4 separate regions of the Mus musculus genome follow, and all the other regions are linked to region 1. The links are chromatin contacts, called in public HiChIP or PLAC-seq maps. All regions are on one chromosome and are shown on one strand. Each heading gives the region's core, a stretch centred on a gene start, on an enhancer-like site or on the middle of the called end of the contact. The rest is flanking DNA. Distances are from core to core; before and after follow the strand shown. Region 1 holds the start of Efhd2 (EF hand domain containing 2). Region 2 holds the start of Prdm2 (PR domain containing 2, with ZNF domain). Region 3 overlaps Prdm2 (PR domain containing 2, with ZNF domain). Region 4 holds the start of Pdpn (podoplanin).

Region 1 (3,408 bases), core at 312-2,811:
TTATCTTAGTGATGCATCTGTGTCGGAGACTCTTGACTCCAAAGAGCAAGGCTTCCCCCAGGTGCTTGTGAAAAGCAGCTTTTTGGATCCCAGTGACAAAGGACAGGTCTGTCAGTCTAGGTAGAGCCTGGAAATCAGCATTATGGCTAGTGACCTTGCAGTTGATGCCAGAACACCATAGCTTTGAAGGTTTAAGAGTTTGTTACCGCCGGACAGTGCACGCCTTTAATCCCAGCACTTGGGAGGCAGAAGCTGGCGGATTTCTTGAGTTCGAGGTCAGCCTGGTCTACAGAGTGAGTTCCAGGACAGCCAGGGCTACACAGAGAAACCCTGTCTCAAAAAACAAAACCCCCAAAAGAAAAACAAACAAACAAACAGAGTTTGTTATCTGTCTATCTATTATCTATCATCTATCAAGGAGGGAGTCTTACTATAGAGCCCTGGCTATCCTGGATGTAGACCAGGCTGACTGAACTCAGAGACTGGCCAGAGATTTACTTTAGTTTTAAGTCTGTGTGTGTGGGGGAGGGGTATATATGCTCATGAGTGCAGATGCATAAGCAGGCCAGAAGAGGGTCTAGGATCCCTGGTGCTGGAGTTACAGGCCTTTCGTGACTTGCCCCTCTCTACCCGGACCCTACACGGATGCTAGGATGTCAGTCCTCCACAAGAGCAATAACCACTCTTAATAACTGAGCCTTCTCTTCAGACCAGCTTTGCTGTTCTTGAAGTGACAGACTAGATGACAGAGACAAATTCTCTCTGAGCTCCTCCTTTCCAGCTCCCCCCATTCCTGACGCTTTGGGGAGGAGGTCACCCCTCTGGGATCCCCATCAAAGAGGCAACATGGAGATCTCTCTGAAATCCCTCTGAGGTGGAGAGTCCCAGGCATCCGCCGGATCAGGCAGCTATTGTGCTGAATCATCGTGTAACAGGACGACCCCCTTCCCCTTTCCCAGTTCTTTGGGGACCTTGAGAACTGGTAGGGTGCCATCTCCCTCATAGCAGCTACCCCACTTTTGAATGACGCCAGTCATGATAGCCCTGGAGACAGTCTCAACTGGGCTCCAGTGCTAGGGTCCACCTTCTTCAGATTCCTGCCACCTTATCAAGAACGCCCAGCGGTTCACTACCAGTGGTCTCCATGGCAACCGACAGGGTGTCAGAGACACAAACCCCTTTCAGAGAACGGGTTGAGAGCCGCGCCCCTCTCCAGTCCCTGAACACACAGCCACCTCCTGCGAGCGGACCCTCTTCCCTCCCGAAGGGTTGGGACACCCCCTTCCCAGGTTCCTTCCAGAGGGCTCCTGGGACTCAGCGTCACCCAGAGGTCATCAGAGAGAAGTTGATGGTTTTTCACTGTGGGGGAGGGAGGGGAACGATGATGAGGAGCTGGGGAGCGGAATGCACTTGACCCCCCTACCCCCCTCCGGGGATAGAGAAGGACCCGGCACGCGGCAAAGGCGGCGGGAGCCAGCCCGGGGGCGGGCGGTCCCCTAAGTCCCACCTTCAGGGCGGCGCCTGGCGGCGGGGAGTGTCAGGAAGAGGAAGAGCGCGGCCGGGAGCGCGGCGCAGAGCAGGGGCCCGGCCGAGGCAGCGCTGCGCGGGCCACCATGGCCACGGACGAGTTGGCCAGCAAGCTGAGCCGGAGGCTGCAGATGGAGGGCGAAGGCGGCGAGGCGACGGAGCAGCCGGGGCTCAACGGGGCGGCGGCGGCGGCGGCGGCCGAGGCTCCCGACGAGACTGCCCAGGCGTTGGGCAGCGCGGACGACGAGCTGAGCGCCAAGCTGCTGCGGCGCGCGGACCTCAACCAGGGCATCGGCGAGCCACAGTCGCCCAGCCGCCGCGTCTTCAACCCCTACACCGAGTTCAAGGAGTTCTCCAGGAAGCAGATCAAAGACATGGAGAAGATGTTCAAGCAGTAAGTGCCCCTGCACCCGGTTCCCCACCACCCTAGACCCGGCCTCGGGCCCTAACCTCCCGTATCCCCAATTAGATTCCCCCAGAACCCCGTCTCACCAGGGTGGGGAACTCTGCTGCTTTTCTAAAGAGCCACGAGGCTTCCAGACCCACCACCCCAGCACGCAAGTGGATCTGGGGAGCTCCCGTTCCTGACATGTGACCCCTCCTCCTGGTGATACTGCCCTCGGAATAGCCCACGCGGATTGGGGGCTCCCTGAGGTTCCTTCCAGATAATCGCAGGTCCCCAGCGAGTCACTACCACCACACAGGGTACCGACCTCCTTCCCACTGTTAATGTTACTGCACCCACCACCCTACACCCAAACATATCGAGAAAGGGAGAAAGGGCCGGTGGCTTCCCTTCCGCTCCGTCCTAACTACTGGACTCCCTACCCCCACCGCAATAAGGCAACCCTACTGCCTCTTAAGGGGACATTCCCCCCGGCACCCATGCCAGACTTGTGCCTTTTACTGGGTCCTTTAATTTCTTCTGCTTAGTTATGGACTCTCTCCTACTAGGTTGGGTCCACAACCCCCTCCCCCCAACACACACACACACACACACACACACACACACACACCCTCAGCTATACTATGTTTACTTACTGTGGGTGAAAACTCTTCAGGCCTTTCCATTCCCGCCCACCCTGTTGACCAGGTTCCATTTCCTTAACACTGTGCGGTCTTGCTAGGGAAGGGCTCCTCTGTCCCTGTCCCCCAGTCTACAAACATGTAACTCCCCTATCATCAGGACAGAGTCCCCTGGGACTTAGCCCCTCTTCATACACTGTGAGTCCACCTTCCTCCCCTCCCTCCCTTCTCCCCCATTACCCCGCCCCCCCACCTCGAACCCCTTCACTCCGTGGTTGTGCAGTGGTGACTCCCCTGCCCTTTATCAGAAGGCAGCCCTCTTCCCCAGTGACAGTTCCTCCCTTCCCAGACAATCCCTGGAGCCCATTCTCTCTCTATGTGCCCTGCCTAGGGTCTCCAACCCCTGCCTTCTACTTTCTATGATTCTAAGCTGTACCCTTACCAGATTAGGATGTCCCCAAGACCTGTGGGCTCAGCCATTCCACACCCCCACAAAATCCAGCAATATGGAGATGGGGGAAGAGTACCCATAGGGGTAGAGAAGATGCAAGTGCCCCTCCAAAGGACCGGCCTCCCGTCTTCCTAGTAAGCCACCTATGTTCCTGGAAAGGAAATGGTCCTCCAGGCACCAGGCTGGAGCGGATCCCAGAGGGGACCAAACCACAGAAGCTGAGCTTGGGGTGGGGTACGCAGGGAATCCCAAAGCAGAAGACAGCCAGCAGATTGAGAGCCCCAGCCACACCCCACGGACAGTGCCCAGACACCCATCAGGAAGCCCGGAAAGGGGGCGTTCCCTCCAACCAGGGTCCAGAGAGGATTTTCCCATGTCCCACTTCCTTCCACACCCACAGCCAG
Region 2 (3,299 bases), core at 355-2,854, 1.3 Mb before region 1:
TGCAGGAGATTAAATTTCTGTTGTTTTAAGACATCAAATCTGAAACCGTTGCCCCAGGGGAAAAAGGCATTGTCATATCAGATTAAAGACAGGAAGAACAGCCACTGCCTTCTTGGCATGGTGTTCTCTGGTTTTACCATGTCATGTTTTGATTTGACAAAAATCAAAATCCCCTATATTTCCTTTTGCATTCTATTGGATGCCAGGGGGTAAGTAGATTTTCTTTTAAAATGATGGCTATGGCAGTTTGGTGGTAGATGAGGTGGTGGTCTCCCTTTTGCTCCCACGCTACCTCAGATGATTTTTGATGCATATACTTAGTAAGGTGTTAATCAAATAAAGAGTGCAAATTCCAGTGGCAGCCTGTACCATAATAGTGTATATTCTAGTGACAAGTTTGCATGTCTCTCTTAGGTTTGTAAACTCTTGACTAGTGAGAGACATAAGCAAACATTTGAGGTTTTATTTCCTCTCTCCACGGGCTCTGTGGTGATCCAGACCTTGACAACACTTGACATTGTCCTCACCTGTCAACAGTACTGATGAGATAATCACCATGTCACCAATCCTTTACAGAGTATACCACAATCCACGTTGATTGACGTACTTTCTAAACAACAGGTACATTTGATGAGCTTGTCTGGTCTTTCCAAAGTTTTGGAGGCACATTTGAACATAATACATTATCTATTTTTCAGATCCTTTTCTCAGAGGACTAATACGGCCCACTACACTTAGATTTTTTTTTTTTTTCCTTTCTTCTCAGAGGATAGCTTTATCTTGAAGTACTCATGGCTCTGGGTACCATCTAGATGTGACAAGTAACTTTCATCTCTCTACAACTTCAGATTGATTGGCAACTATGTTCCCGTCAAACCTCTTTTCTGGGATGTCAGAAGTGGTCTCCAGTTCAATCCAATCCATCTCCAGCTCACTTGTTTGTAAATAGTGGTGCAGTTCCCAAGGGCAAGATGAAGGCCATGCTGGGTACCACAGAGCCTTGGCACTGACCTAGGCCCATAGCTGGCAGTTAGCAAATGCCTCCTGGTAAGGGATGAATACAGCCGCTCAGTTGCATCTGCTTTGCTGAAGTTTCGGGTTTGTGTGTGTGTGGCTATATTGGTCCTTTGCACACCATTTAAACGGTCTATTTGCCTGGCAGTGGTCTAGTGAGTGGCCTTCAGAGTGGATTCTGCTCTTGTTTTTCTTGAAACAAGGTCTAAGGGTGTGGTCCTGCCTTCCTGGAATTCACTATGTAGCTCTGGCTGCTTCTGCCTCGAGTTTGGGGATTAAAGTGTGCGCCACCACGCCAGTCAGTCGCGGTCGTCTGAAGTAGGGTGGCTTCTCTGACCAACTCTTGAGTTTCTCAGCCCTAACTCTATAGTGGTCAGGCTGGCCCGGCCATGGCGACGCGGGCTTCCCTTCGAGGTAATAACGCTCTGGGGCGAGCGGCGAGTCCGTGATTGACAGAGAGGGCGACACAGTCCGCCGGGGTCACGCCTGACCGTCGTGTTGAGCTCCTCGGGGTCGCAGGCCACGAGCTACGCGCGGGGTCGGGGTCGGGGTCGGGGGTTGTGGGCGCCGTGCCGACGTCACTTCCGGCCGGAGCCAAGATGGCGGCGGCGCGGCCGCGGGCGCCAGAGCGACGGCGGCGGCTGCGGCTCTGGGCTCGCTGAAGCGTTGGCACGTCGCGCTCTGGTGAGGAGCGGCGGAGCCGGGGAGGGCGGGCGGGCCTCGGGGGAATGTCCCTTGGTGTCAGTGAGGAGTGTGGCCACCGCGGCGGGGGCGACCGGGCCGGGCGCTAAGGGGATTGCGGGGCGGGCTGACGCGCCCCCTTCGAGCTTCCTCCGAACGGCCGGGAACCGGTGGCTGGCGCTGGCGCCGACGCGAGGCGGCGCGAAGGCTCCCGCTCCGCGGCTCTTAAGTCCCCGCGGCCAAGTTTCGGGTCCGTTTGGTGACGGCGCGGCGGACTCGGGGTGCGCGGCTGCGGGGTCGGCGGGGAGCGCACGTGGGCCCCGGGCGGTCCCCATCCGCAGGGCTGCGCTGATCTCTGCTCTTTTGTGTCCCGGGTTGAATGTGCGAGCGCATCTGCAATCCTCGAGTTGGTTCTGTGCCTCGAGCCTTTGTGTTTTTCACCCCCGTATAGTTTCCGTGTGCTATAAACCTGCCAGTGGGCTCCTCGAGTGTCCCCCATCGACCCACTGGTGCATACGTGCATGTGTCACAGGTGTGCGCTAGCATACATAGGACTGGTTTGCGTTCGTCAAAAGATCCATCTACTATGTCTCCGAGGGTGACGAGCGAGACACGAAATAGACCTTAACAGGTCAGTGTTCTTCCACGATCCACGCGTGAAGCACCGGCCAATGGCCTAGCACTTACCGTTAGGTCGGGCCTCGAGCTGGGGAAACAATCCCACAGATCGCCGGGAAGCCCCGTTGCCTCTTACTACCCAGCTGGAATTTACACCTAGAGAAATGGGGTTTCCCTTCACCCCCCGCATTTCATGTATTGAGGATTTGGGTGTATTTGACACGTGAACTGCCTTTTGCCAAGTTCCAGTGCCTTGCCCTTAGGACCCTTTAATGAAACACGGGAATGTTTGTTTCTAGTACACAGTGTCCCCAGAACATGACTAAAATTGTATCTCAAAGTTTTTTTGTTTACTTCGAGGTTATTCTTTAAAGTAATATATACAGCAAAGACAACCTCCCAATGGTTTTTTGTTTGTTTTTTGGTTTTTGTTTTTCTTTTACCTACAATAGCACAGACTACAGTTGGATCATTCTGCCCACGATGATATTGGAAAAGAGGTTTTAGGATATTAAGAGGAGGAACTGAGAGACATTATTCTGTTGTTTTCCTGTTCTATAGAGTTCTGTTTTTGAGATTGCACGCAGCTGCCACCCTCCAAGCTCTCTTTCACACACTTTATTTGATGAAATTTCTTTTTCATGAGCAATCTCGCCATAGCTTTGAAAACCTTCAGAGATCATTTAATAAGCCCCCTTTATTCCAAGCCATGGGAAGAGAGCTGTAAATCCATTGTTGGAAGCAACACTCAGCTGCATTTGGTGTTATTTCAGGGCTCGACCCTTCCCTGCCCCCCCCCCCCAAAAAAAAGCCGTCGATGCATTTACAAAGTTATTAGAACCAGGGACATAATGAGAATGCTCAATGAATGTTCGCTGTTTGTTGATGGAAGACTTGGCTTCGTTGAGGTTTGAGGTGGTTTGTTTTACATTTTCTATGCAGTGCTCGGGATAAGAAGGTGTAACTTTGTAATAATGTATTAGCTC
Region 3 (3,267 bases), core at 117-2,616, 1.3 Mb before region 1:
TTTTGGTAGTCCTATCATCTCCAGTCAGAGGGCTTCAAAAGTATCTTGATAAATGGCTCTGATTGAGAAAATTTTGATGTCATAGCTCCATGATAGTTTTGCTAGATTTCTTTTGCCACATAAATTCATTGTTGTTCCTAAGTTACTTTGGTGGTTTCATTTCTTCATCTTTAGAATTTTTATATTGGTGTTATTTTAGTTTTTAGCATGATTTTTAATAAATATGTAGACTGTAGAGCCACATATGTTTGTAGTAACCTCAAATATAGTAAGTACATTAGTCTAGTGCTCTGATATTTGAGAGATCTCCCCACAGAGAGAGCACCGCGGAGACTTTGCTGTGTTTTCAATTTGAGGCTGTCACATACTGGGTAGAGCACCCTTTCCCTCTGCAGTATGCTGTGAAACAAACTCTGGTGAATCAGCAATCCCCACAACAGACAGTTGTGTGACCAAGAGTGTCATTTGTGTTCTGCTTGAGAAACCAGGCTGGTTAACTCTCTGTTTGTAACTCTTGTTAGTCCTCTGAGAAAGGCACAGGAGGTGGGTACTCATCCTGATGCCTATCTTGATAGATCTGTCCTCACAATGGATTGCATTTCCATGGTGGCTGTGGCTTTACAGTGGATACCTGGGGAGTAGTAAACTCCTCCTGTGCTGAGGAGTTCAGAGGGGGACATGTGGCACGGCCTAGTTGTAGTAAGGGTGTTTGTTTTGTTTTAAGGTACAGAATATGGTATAACATAGCATTTGCCTTTCACATGCTTAAGCAGCTACATTTTTAGTTCATCATGTTACTTGTTTAATTATAATAATATACTCGCCAGAGTATTTTGGTCAACAAATTGATACCTGTTTCTATTAAATTTTACAATGTGCTTTATTTTTAATGTATCTGAAGCTTATTGCAGAGGGCATGTTTAAATTATAATTTTCCATTTAAAAACCTGTAAACAGTTATAGTAAAGGGTCCTGTTTCTTGGTCTGTGTGAGAATGTGGGGTAGTACTGATTACACGAAGTACTGGTAGTTAGAAAAAGATGTGGTTTTGATTGGGGGAGGGGGTTGGGGAAAAGGATCTCTCTTCTACTTTTGAGTGGAATGTCTGAGGGTTCTGCTGCTGGCTTTGTGACACTCAGCCGTTCGGTTGCACTATATCAGCAGATTGTCATTTGTGTTTTTGTTTGTGGTTAGCATGCGTTTCGTTTGGAGTTACTAATCTCATTCAGACTGAGCATCACACACACAGGAAGGGTATAGACGTAGACAGGAAGGGAGAGAATTAGATTCTGTTCAACACGTATCCTTCAGGAGCTTGAGCCAGCAATTACCAGGCTCACACTAAACAGGAGGAAGTTGACAGGAGAGTGTGAAGAGCTACTGTGGAAGGTGCCTGTGTATCTATCTGCCTCGTGTGGTACCAGATAGGATGAGTCTTCATCTGGAGATGGGATCGTTCATTCATTGCCATGCCCTCTGCTTCATATCAGAGTAGATGAGCTTTTGGTCATGTGTGTGCTTATGTTCTTAAGGTGCATGTGGAAAGGAACATGTGACCATACTGTTGGGAACATATTGTTGACACCCCCCACACACACACACACACACACACACTCCCAAAGGAAACAGAACACACCAAGCCTGTTTTCTTACTAGCTAAAAAATTGGGCACTTTAAAATGATATATTAGTACTTCCCCTTAAAAGACTAACAAATTGTTTTCTTGTTATGTCTGTTAGATTTTTATCAAAATCCTTTAAACTAGTACTTTATATTATGGTTGATTTCTGTACTTTTAATCTAATGATCTTCTCAATTATGACATTTTTGTGTTTCTGACATTAAAACTATCCGTTGTCTTCATTTTAGCTGATCGTGTTTCTCTCATGATCATCCACTATTCAGACTCTGTAGAATTTGATTTCTCTGTGTTCCATAGTCATGAGTGGTGTCTTTCCTGTCTTTGGATAAGGTGGTTATGGAGGAGGCAGAAGTCTTGCTCAGGAAAAGCAGGGAGCTTGTCCTAGGGATCTCTAGGAGTGGAGGTGGCTTGTGTGTGAGGAGAATAGTGCCAGACGAGAAGGAAGTGCTTGGGAAGGGACGTGAGACTCACCCGGATCTGGTAACCTTGGTGACCAGTTTGGGACCACTACTGCAATATACTGTGTTCCTTTGGGGCTTCAGTTCATTGTTGTAGCTTCTCAAGAGAGGTCATGGTTTAATTTAACTTTCTATAGTTTGGGATCATTTGCGTGTAGTTAGTATTTTCTGAACTTTGTGTGCCTCCATGTTATTAATTCAATAGGAGCCATGCTTGTGATTTCTCTGCATTTGAGAGAGACCATATGTATCCCTTATAATGCAGTGCAATGCCTACTTTCAAAGTTGAAGTTGTAGTCCTGGATTATCCTATCTTAACCAATAAAATGTTTTAAATTGTGACATATTGTTTCTCTCTAATAGGTATTTTCCATATTATTTATATGATTTCAAATTTTTTTGATTCTAGAGTTTTTTATATTAGTATTATTAACTTTTTGAGAATACAGTGTTCATTAACTTGATAGCTACTATGCTGTGAAACTAAGGACCAAACATCTAAAAATGCAGGACCTACGAGCTTTGTTTGTTGGTTTTTGTTTTTTTTTTCTGACAGATTTGATGATATTTTTAGTCACTATTCATTCTTTTCTTTGGAAATCAAAATGATAGTTGTCTACAAATTCAGTCTACTTTGCTTGGGTTAATTGTCTCAAGGACCAGAGTATCATGAATGAATGAGTAAATAAATATATGCTGTGTTTCAGGGAAGAAGAAATCACAGGAGAATAAAAACAAAGGCGTCAGAACCCAGGCTGCAGCGCGGAAGGCGAGCGAGCTGGACTCCACCTCTGCAAACATGAGGGGCTCTGCAGAAGGTCAGTGCTGGCCATGCTTGGTGAACACACGTGTTTACTGTAGTAAGCTGAACTTTCCAAACCCTACTTCCTCTTCAGAATGAAAGTATTCTCCCCTTAAACGTGGTTCTTTTCATAAAGGGAAACAGGCAGAGTGACTCCCTGCACGAGAGAGGCAGAGGCAGGTGGGTCTGAGTCCAAGGCCAGCCAGGCCTATATAGTGAGACCGACTACACATTTTTTCTAGATAGACGGGCAGACATATGTTGACTGTTTTAAAAACAAAGACTAGGCTAGTAGCAGTGTGGCATTCTGACTGACCTACCTGCTCAGTGAGTACAGGGCTGTATTTACATAGGGAACAATTTGT
Region 4 (3,295 bases), core at 275-2,774, 1.4 Mb before region 1:
CTGGGTTTAGCTAGCATTTCCCCAAAAGGTCTTATCAGTTAGCTTGTGGGACCAAAGCTGGGAATATGAGCTTTTAAAACAGTGTTGTCTCAGGATAAAAAGACCTGCCTGGCAAGCTAGCAACCCGAGTTTGGTCTTTAGTACCCATGTGAATGAATGTAGGAGCGAGCTGGCTCCACAAAGCTACCCTCTGATATCACACACATACCATATCATGGGTGCCCACACCTTTGCACACATGCATGCATGCGTGAGTGCATGCGCACACACAATAAATAATTTTTAAAAATCAGTCTACTTTTGAAATTCTTGAGATGAAGTCTGTTTGAAACTGAGGTCAAAGATAAAAGGATGAAAACAGCTCATTGTCACCTTCATTGGGACACGTAGGGACCGTTCATTGTTAAGTTCTCTGTAACTTATTTTTACCGTGTGCATGCGCGAGTGTGTGTGTGTATGTGTGTGTGTGTGTGTGTGTGTGTGTGTGTGTGTGCTCGCTGTCTGGTCAGAGGGCAACATACAGGAATCAATCGGGACTCTCCTTTCACCATTGTGGGTTCAGAGCCTAAAACTTAAGTCACTCGGCTTGGTGGCCGAGCCACCTCTGGGGGGCCCATCCTCAGATGCTTTTGTTGAAAGGAATTTATGGCATCTGGGAGTGAAGCCAAGACCACCCCCGACCCTGTTCTTAGATTCCAACAGGTTAGAAGGGAATAATGAACATTTCTCTTGCCGATACCCACTCCCTGAGAGCAAGGAAGGATTGTTTAAATCAAGAGACAGGGGATTACCAGTTAAACCCTAGGATTAATAGATGAGCTGAACTCTTATTAGTTCCAGGTGAGTGGCCGATAGTCAGATGACACAGCTGCTCCTGGTATCCAGGTGAAGCCACAAAGTCCCGGTATCAGGGGGTGGTGGTACGTGCTCTGCCTTCTGTATAACTCACTAGGGCCAAGCACCCTTCAAGGTCAAGCACCCCACCCAGACAAGTACCTCACCGGGCCAAGTACTGCACTGAAGGCTAGTTGTGGGAGGACAGACGCGTCCTTCCGTCCGTCCGTCCATCCATCCATCCATCCATCCATCCATCCATCCATCCATCCATCCATCCATCCATCCACGTGCCTTGCATGAAGGTTCAATAAACAAGAGCCGCCTCAGACTCACCCAAACAACGGCCGTTTTCCCCAAACCATCTGAAGAAAAAAATCCAGTGCATCGGTCTAAAAACCATAAAACCAGCCGCATACGCCACTGTGTGCGTCTCTCTTCTGCCCACTATCAAGGAAACCTAAGTTGTGGGCTTTGCCCTCCAAAACATAATAGTAAATATAGTAGAAAAATAAATAAAAATTGTAAATCAGAACTGTTTACTGCACGTGGCCCCCTTTTCTCCTGTAGTGGAACAAAGTCAAAAGCTTTTTTTTTTTTTCCCCTCTGGGCTGGGCCCCAGTGGCTGAGGCCCTGTAACTTTAAACCTGGCCTGAGGTCATCTTGTGATGCTGGCCAAACAGAGTTCGGGGGCGGTCCTAGATCTCCGGGACCACCTGACGCCCACCCGCTCCCGCCCCGGGACCGGAGACATAAATGCCGACTGTGCCGAGAGGTTGCCAGCTGCCAAGTTTGCTGTGCTTGCTGCCTCTGCGAGTCCAGAAAGCCCGGGCACTCTCTGGCGCTGAGACTTTTGCTCAGCGCCTTCCAACCTCCTCCCGAGCTCTTCCCGGCTGGGCCTGTGGCTTCGAAGTTTTTTGTTTTGTTTTGTTTTGTTTTTCATCTTTTCACAACCCACAAAAAAACCCACTAGCTGCTGAGGCTCCAACGAGATCAAGATGTGGACCGTGCCAGTGTTGTTCTGGGTTTTGGGGAGCGTTTGGTTCTGGGACTCTGCGCAGGGAGGTAAGCGCCATGCATGATTGGCAACCAGCACTTGTTGGTGGGGATGGAGGGAGGCGGGGGATGCTTGGGCCTGGGATCTGCGAGTGCGGGGGGAGGGAGGGAGAGCGGTGGGGTAGCTTAGATGGGGCTAAGTCTCCTGTAACAGCCAAGTGGGTGTGGCGGTAGGGGGTCCACCCACAGGTGGTAGGGGTACAGAATGGCCCTAACAACCCCCACCGCCCCGGGGGCTAGTGTTACGGGATGGGAAGGTGACCAAGGGCGACTGGACTGGCCCAAAAAAGCAGTGTGTTAGAGGAATGATTAATGTCTCTGAAAAAGAGGAACAGATAGGAGGACGTAGGTTGGAACTCTGGGTCACACCCCTGGCTGGGGATAGACCTGAAGAGGCTTCGCTAATTAGGATGGTAGCTGGAAGGGACGGTGGAACAGCTTGACCCGCAAGCTGCTATCTTTCTAGCATTCTTGTCTCTGCCTCTTTCTTTCCTCCCCTCCCCACACCCCTACACTGGAAATGGATGGAACCCAGGGCGCCACGGACCTGTACCTCCTAACCTGGAGGGCTGCCGTGAGCGTTGAAGCGCAAGTGTGTTTGAGGCCATGTATTGAACTTGGCCAAGGACTCAGTGGCTGAATTAGTGTTAATTAAAGACGAATGGAGCCTGAGAATGTAGCTCAGTTGGCAGAGTCCATGTTTGGCATGTGAGACACTCTCATGCTCCATCCCCAGCAAGATGCAAAAGCCAGGATGGTGATGCTCAACTGTGTCAGCACTGGGAAATGGAGGCAGGAGGATGAGAGGGTTCAGGGTTATCTTGGGGTATAAGGAGTTTGAAACCAGACTGGGCTTTAAGACCCTGACTAGAAAGAAACAGATTGATGGGACCACCATCACGTCCTCCTCTTCTGAATTACTGTCTTCTGTCTGGGTGATCTATGGCTGGGGTCTAGGACAGTCTCCTGTTATTTTGTTTCTTGCTTTGATGTTTTAAGTTGTATCTATATTCCTGGTGGAATCTAAGCTCTAATCTTGATCCCAGAGCCAAGAAGTCATGGGACAGTCTCAGTTGCTCACTAAATGAAGGCTAGTGGTCATCAGAGATGTAGGACTGTCTTTCCTGGTGAAGGAGTGGTTTGTGTGAGATGGGTGGGCCTAGCCTAGGCTTCTATAATTCTCCACAGACAACACCTAGTGTTAGGGAAATTATATAGAGTGCATGGGCGAGGTTGTCCACTTGCTTCAAAGAGACGAAGCTATTCTTTATGGTGTTCAGGGGTATTCCTGGCAGTCCTATCTTTGAAACTTCTTACGCTAGGATATATATATATATATATATATATATATATATATATATACAGTTCTGTATTTCGGTTCCATTTCCGTCATGGCGAGACAGTG

What was found. HiChIP or PLAC-seq counts read pairs in DNA pulled down with a chosen protein or histone mark.
Region 2: a contact with region 1 is called in an H3K27ac HiChIP or PLAC-seq map of bone marrow-derived dendritic cells, with 6 times the contacts expected there. The contact joins the promoter of Prdm2 here to the promoter of Efhd2 in region 1. A contact is called at or near these places in 1 of 484 Hi-C or Micro-C datasets (the G1E-ER4 cell line) and 3 of 115 datasets of contacts at active chromatin or transcription factors (astrocytes, bone marrow-derived dendritic cells and large pre-B cells).
Region 3: an H3K27ac HiChIP or PLAC-seq map of bone marrow-derived dendritic cells shows a contact between it and region 1, with 6 times the contacts expected there. The contact joins the enhancer-like site here to the promoter of Efhd2 in region 1. A contact is called at or near these places in 7 of 39 promoter capture datasets (the 3T3-L1 cell line, the C10 cell line, the HPC-7 cell line and 2 more) and 2 of 115 datasets of contacts at active chromatin or transcription factors (astrocytes and bone marrow-derived dendritic cells).
Region 4: a contact with region 1 is called in an H3K4me3 HiChIP or PLAC-seq map of embryonic forebrain, with 8 times the contacts expected there. The contact joins the promoter of Pdpn here to the promoter of Efhd2 in region 1. A contact is called at or near these places in 1 of 39 promoter capture datasets (maxillary cranial neural crest) and 4 of 115 datasets of contacts at active chromatin or transcription factors (astrocytes, bone marrow-derived dendritic cells, embryonic forebrain and 1 more).

The regions. Positions count from the first base shown.
Region 1 is chr4:141,873,073-141,876,480 of GRCm38.p6, reverse strand. It overlaps Efhd2 (EF hand domain containing 2), which reads left to right and starts at 1,561. Exons shown (of 4, transcript NM_025994.3): 1 at 1,561-1,921. The coding sequence starts at 1,614.
Region 2 is chr4:143,211,014-143,214,312 of GRCm38.p6, reverse strand. Prdm2 (PR domain containing 2, with ZNF domain) reads left to right here and starts at 1,604. Exons shown (of 10, transcript NM_001081355.3): 1 at 1,604-1,698.
Region 3 is chr4:143,141,775-143,145,041 of GRCm38.p6, reverse strand. Prdm2 (PR domain containing 2, with ZNF domain) reads left to right here. Exons shown (of 10, transcript NM_001081355.3): 7 at 2,808-2,918. Among named protein-coding and RNA genes, the nearest start is that of Mir7021, 7.2 kb to the right of the region's middle. Within about 2 kb of position 1,366, at least 54 of the 459 cell types and tissues checked have an H3K27ac peak or open chromatin away from gene starts, as enhancers often do. A contact at or near this core is called in the HPC-7 cell line and bone marrow-derived dendritic cells, where this site is marked.
Region 4 is chr4:143,297,793-143,301,087 of GRCm38.p6, reverse strand. Pdpn (podoplanin) reads left to right here and starts at 1,524. Exons shown (of 6, transcript NM_010329.3): 1 at 1,524-1,899. The coding sequence starts at 1,833.